Regions from separate parts of the Gasterosteus aculeatus genome. Here region 2 is linked to region 1. A link is a contact called in public Hi-C data. All regions are on one chromosome and are shown on one strand. The core of a region is the stretch at or near the end of the contact, and the rest is flanking DNA. Distances in the headings are between cores, read along the strand shown. Region 1 holds the start of cntln (centlein, centrosomal protein). Region 2 overlaps cntln (centlein, centrosomal protein).

Region 1 (3,053 bases), core at 324-2,823:
TCTTTTGTGTGGCTGTTGGGCTTTGATAAACAAGCATGGATTTATAGGCTTGTAAAACAGAACCGCAGACACAGGGGACACAGGGGAATCCCCATTCTGTATGCGTGAGTGTGCGTCTGTTTGTGTGTCTGTAATAGCACAGAAGCTACACAACCTATCGCTATGATATGTTGCCGTGTTATATCACGGTTACAAACATTTTGGCACACAGTGACAATTCACTGGCGGATTCTGGGACATTTTGCTATTCGACCTTTGATATTTTTAGATTTCTTTCTTTAACATCTTAAAGACGTTAAATTTGATCTATTAAGTGATTCACGCGTTTTTATCAAATGGACAACACATTTTATGTAGATATAAGTGAAATTCTTTAATTCAAACCAAATTTAATGACAAACAACATGTTAAAAATGAAATGTATTAATGTGCGTCATGTGCTTCTGCAGCTGAGATTTCAAAATGGCCTGTGAAGAAACTGTAGAATCACCCTAATTAGTTTGATAAATTGTTAATTTGACAATTTAGTCACGCGCCAAAACATTTCAATTGTGTGGATTTAAGACTCTAAATAATTTGTTAACAGCCCCTGTCCTTCAATGGAAATATTGGATAACCCTTATAGTGAGAAGATAAAAAACAAATGAATCATTGCACACACCAAAGCATATTCTTCATCCACAGATGATTAAGAATTCTTTCTGATATGAGTTGGTATATATAATTTAGAGATTTGACCCATGGTATCTTGGTCTTGATTTGAAGCTCAAAGTCGGTGTGTCAGCTGAAATGGGCCTCTGATTGGAGCCCAGTGGGAGGCGCGGTGCTGGTTAAAGAAGCCACCGCCAGGATATGAATCCTATAAAATTAAATCCAATCACTTTTTTGTTACTTACACAACCATGCCAGACACAATGTGCAGTGGATTCTGTTCGTGCCCATTGCTTCAGAAAGCATAAAACAAAGTAGTTCAAGAAACAATAGAATAAAATAGTCTACAAAAAGATGATAAATTAATATATTAGTGGCCTACATTTCAGGTAATTGAAATGAACCAGTGAGACAATGATATGAGGCTGAGAAAATTGAAACAATATGATCGCTGTCATACATATAATATATTATTGTAATACTGTGTATGAAATTAATAGCCAGGACGGATGCTGTTCTTGGAAAAGCAGAGTGCTGTTTTATTGCATCAAACCATGCATGCACACAGTTTATATCATTTGTTTATGTGTCCTGCTGCGAGGAAGAAAGTAAGGAAATATTTTCGGTGATTATTGTTTAGAATAATAAGAGGCTGCTGAGTCTTAAATCACACAGTCATTAGCCAACTACAGAGTTATCTGTGATCATGTGTAAATTAAATATTCTATCAACTGTTAAATTAGGTGTGTGGTCAATGTTTTTTTTAATCAAAACGGTCTGTACTTAGTAGGCTTATTTTGTACATAATATTGTCGTGGGGAGTGGGAGAGTTCAAACTAAAGTGTCCTTCTTTGTGTGGGATGAGGATCCACTGAAACAACCATAAGTACTCTGTAATAATCGCCCGTCTTTGAAAACGACTGCGGTCGGATCGCTCTGCCGTACATCAGTAGTAGCTGCCGTAAAATGACGCGATCATGGTGACGACACACAGGCACAGAAAGGAGAAACAGCGGGCTTGTTTGAAACAGGAAAGGCGTTTCGGTAGCTATTGACAACAGTGTGATTCAGTGAGAAGGTTTGGTCTGGTTTGTTATATGAAGCCTAGAAATGGTCATTTTAATGCATGCTTAAACTCTAACTGCAGTGACGTTGTTCCAACGTAACACGTACGGCTGTCAACTGCAGACGAGAGACGGAGAGCATAGTGTGTGTTAACTAACGTTAACGTTAGCTAAGTGGCTAACGTCAGCTAAGCTAGCTGCCAGCCAGTAGCACTTTCACGTTTTAGTGAAGTGCTGTGAGCGTAAAGCGTCGGCTAAAGTGTTGATATCTGGCTGGCTGGGAAGTTATCGTGACAGGTAAGATGCAAAGTGCGCAGTTAAAATGTCCTAAAAAGCCTCTCTGGAGTTCGACTGTGTCATCCTGCCAATGGCGAGACACGTTACGTCAAGTTAAGAACTAACTAACGTTCTCTAACGTCACATTAACTATTAACTACGTTGTATTCGTCAACCGTGCCACGGCTGATTAAATACAAACCCACCATGTTGATAACGTGTTAACTGTGTCATCTTCTTCATTGCCACGCGTTTTGAAAATGTCCAAACCGAACTCATATTGTTGTTTTGCTTCTTTCAGCACAACAATGTCCGCCAAAGACGACACTCGCAACCTGGTTTTGGAGGAGCAGGTGGAGAGTTTATCAGACGAGTTAATGCAATGCCAGGTATGTATTAATATGTGGTTGATTCACACTGGCTTCCTTCTAACTTAGTTACATACTAACATTAGCATTTCTTTAGTGACATTATGTGACAACGGGGACATTTAATCAGCAATATGTTCAGTGTAAAAAAGAAAAGAGTCCAAGATCATATTCTGTCATGGGCTAAGGTGGTTTATTTTGTCTCCCTAAATGTGCACTTACAGTAGGCAGAACCTTTAGCTTGGTAGTAGATGTTGTGTGCAAGATGATTTCCATCAGACAATGACCACCCTCTTGAAATAATTATTCTGGTTGTATTTAAAGAAAGGCGTATGATCTAAGATCAGTTTCAACTGCACCAGTAAAGCAGGGACTGGTGCTTATAGTTGTCAGGTTGATGATTAGCAAATACTGTTTGAACATTAGTTAAGGTTACCGAATTGCACAAATTGTTGTCACCGCAGGGATCGCTGCAACAAGTACCTGACCACACTTTATTAAACATTCAGCAAATACAATAAAAACTGTCTAGCAAATATTCCAAATGTTTCTATCTGTCTAAATGAATAGAAGACACAGAAACACAGACGAATGAACCGATTTGAGAACCTGTCATCTTCATTTTACAAATCGGGGGTTGTGGTGGGTTTTGCTTGCATACTCACCACCAGGTGGTGCCTAATAACATGAGTGA
Region 2 (3,053 bases), core at 188-2,687, 46 kb after region 1:
GGTGTTCACTGATGTCAAACACAGCGCCAACAGGAGCCGAATCCGACTGGAAAAATAAACATGTTCCGGCCCGAGGTAGCATGAGTTTTCCTTTTTCACACCCCTGCAGAACTACAAAAAGTCTAATCGACTATTAATTGCAGCAGGAAGAACACTCGATGCGTGTACATGCTGTCGATCGGAAACAAGTATCTCAGAAGTTAACAAGCTTCGTTTTTGTTAGTTTTTGGAACTTGACACTCTTGAATTGGTTATAAATGGAAAATGTTAATCATTCAAGTAGTTAAATATATCACCATTTTCACCTGTGCATACACAGATACACTTTTACATAAGCCTGTTAACTCCCACCAGTAGCTTCTAAATAGGGATTTGTTCGCTGCACTTGTCGACTCTGAGGTGCCTGCGTGTACTTCCTCCTGTTAGACGTTGAACAGCATGAGCCGTGGGACCGAGGGACGAGAGGAGAGGAAAGGAGGTGGAGGAGGAAGAAGAGGATGCTAATGAAGACCCGGCACTACTCCTCCTCTTCTCTGCAGCAGCGCACAGAGTCCCTCCAGCATCACATTGACATACTGCGAAGTGCCAAGAAAGACGCTCTGCTTTCTGCCAGGGAGCTTCGAAGGGCCAATGAGAAAAACACGGCACAACTCGACTCCCTCACCGAGAAACTCTGGATCAGCGAGCAGCGAGCACAGGTAACATTAACAGGGAAATCAGTCAATTGGAAAGTGTTGGTAATTTTCATTGATGTGTTTCTTTATTCTTTATTTGTGAGTGCAGTGCGTCTATCACGCACAATAAATGGCTTCAGGGCGACTCTTTTCTGTGGAGGTCAGCGGCACGGATCAGGAGGGGGGACGATGATCTCTCTCCCTCTTTTTTCCTCTCTTCCACTCTGCTGTTGTCTCGCTGAATGTTTCAACAAGGCAGTTCCTCCACAGCAGTCTGTGTCACTTGCACTAACATTTCGCTGTATGCAAGACCCCGTGTGTGCAGACACACACACACACACACACGCGGTGACCACTGCCACACACTCATTTAGTTATTTAGTATCTGCCTCCAGGTAGGAAACTGTTAGACTTGCTAAGGACTATAAATAAAACACCAAGTACTTTGGCCCTAAAATGTACCTCACCTGCCAGGTTGTCCTTTTACAAACCAACATACACAAAAACACACACACACACACTTTGTGCCCACAAATACACACACCAACACCTAGACGGATAGTCGTTAATCAGACAGGCAGGAGACTTCTTTTGGTGGATTCAGAAATAGCGGCAGCAGCCAGTGAGGTCCCACTGGGCGCCTGATTAGGCGTATGTGCCTGTATGTCCTTATGTTTAATGAGTGAATGGTACAGATACAGTATATTACACCTACACACACACACACACACACACAGAGGTCAGAGTGCGGCCCTTATAGTGCTGCTGTCTAGGAAGTGGCCCTTGTGCCCCCACCCAGGAATCTGATTGCTAAGGCCCAACGAGACCTTAGACTGAGGCACAGCAGTAAAGCCACACGAGGTTGCACAGACACACTCACACACACACACACACACACACACACATATACACTGTCAATGAGTGGACAGAGAGGGGATTGTTGTCTTCCTGTTTGTTTCCTCTCCCCTCCTGCAGTATTAATGCCACTCCACCAGAGAAAGTTGGAGCCGGCTGACTGGCCGAAGCCATGTGTTGTTGCCCTCTCTGCAAAGGGCAAGAGGTGATGGACTTTGGGCTTGTTCCAGGCGGTCCTTGCCAACTTTCAAACTAAAACTCTCTGCTTGTAATTGGCCTAGGACAGCCTCCACAGGGGCCATCATGTGAGAAGTAGCATGGCAGTTTCTCAGAAACTTGTTTGTGTTGCCTAGAGATCGACCGGTCTTGGATAGTGGAAGGTTTGGAGCAGGAAAAAGCTGAATAATTGTAAAACTCTCCAAAAGCATCTTCTCTCAATTTATTGCAATATCAGATGTTCAATGGGGCGGGAACGGTGTGTACCACTTAACCTTTCATTATTTAGGCTGCTTCTTGTTTTATCTAACTTCCGTCTGTAGTCGCTGTATGAGTTTCTAACTGCATTTTAATAGCTGCTACAGTATTTTCAGAAAAAGATGATTCCTATTATTACTTGGTTTGGTTATGATGCTAGTGGTGGGGTTTAGCGACCACGGTAATATTACTGCAACAAAGTCCAATGTGCCAAGTTATACCAACAATCAGATTATTTTGATGGTTGCAAATAAACCATGAAGGTTTTAGACAGATTATCCAAACCATTTGATCTTGAAGGAATAGCTGAAGAAGCTTAAAACCTCAGGTGACAGGTAAAGCATTCCCTCCTCTTTCTACCAAGGTCTTGACAAAATGTGCTAGTCATGCGTATCATCCAAATACAGGATCATTTTTGTAACTTGGATTATCTACTTCACTCTGTCATTACTTCCTTGTCTACTTCACTTTGCAGTGTACTCTGACATGGCTTCGCAAATCTAGCAGCTTTATCTCTTCACGTGCCGAGTGCACTACCCTCCTCAAACACGTAAGGGCCGGATTATCACAGGATTAGTGGGTGCAACAGACAACCCACTACCTTTTTAAAATATACAGACATTACACTAATGTCTCTGTTGATTGCTTTACAAAGTCACTGTGATTTCTGCATGTGTATATGTGTCGCTATTACAACTGGTTTCCAAATTCTTCCTGCTTCTGATTGAGTACCACGCGGAAAGTTATCAGTGAGACTCCTGCTCAGATGCGAGAAAGAGAGAGAGGTGTCCCCTTTTTCCAGCCTAATGGACCACCAGTAAATCCGCCCCATGTCAGTGTCATCTCTCTCCAGGGCTGAATACGCGCCGTGAAATCAAAGCCTGTATTACAGGAACTGCCATCAATGCCGTTCTTAATGCGTGCACCGCGGCAACTGCAGCCCCAGCCTCGCTTTTCATTCTCCTCTCCTTCCTCTCTCCCACTCGATCACTCCTACTTCGCTCTCTCCCTCCCTCCCGGGGGACACGGCATGCGTGTCTTCAACAGAGG

The links. Hi-C and Micro-C count contacts between places; a contact is called where the count stands out from the background.
Region 2: a Hi-C map of liver shows a contact between it and region 1, with 2.6 times the contacts expected there. The contact joins the enhancer-like site here to the promoter of cntln in region 1. A contact is called at or near these places in 2 of 6 Hi-C or Micro-C datasets (liver and skeletal muscle).

What each region holds. Positions count from the first base shown.
Region 1 is chr9:15,992,990-15,996,042 of fGasAcu3.hap1.1, forward strand. It overlaps cntln (centlein, centrosomal protein), which reads left to right and starts at 1,574. Exons shown (of 27, transcript XM_040187168.2): 1 at 1,574-1,729; 2 at 2,293-2,380. The coding sequence starts at 2,300.
Region 2 is chr9:16,039,549-16,042,601 of fGasAcu3.hap1.1, forward strand. It overlaps cntln (centlein, centrosomal protein), which reads left to right. Exons shown (of 27, transcript XM_040187168.2): 18 at 1-75; 19 at 427-698. Among protein-coding and RNA genes, the nearest start is that of sh3gl2a, 32 kb to the right of the region's middle. Within about 2 kb of position 1,438, at least 1 of the 9 cell types and tissues checked has open chromatin away from gene starts, as enhancers often do. A contact at or near this core is called in liver, where this site is marked.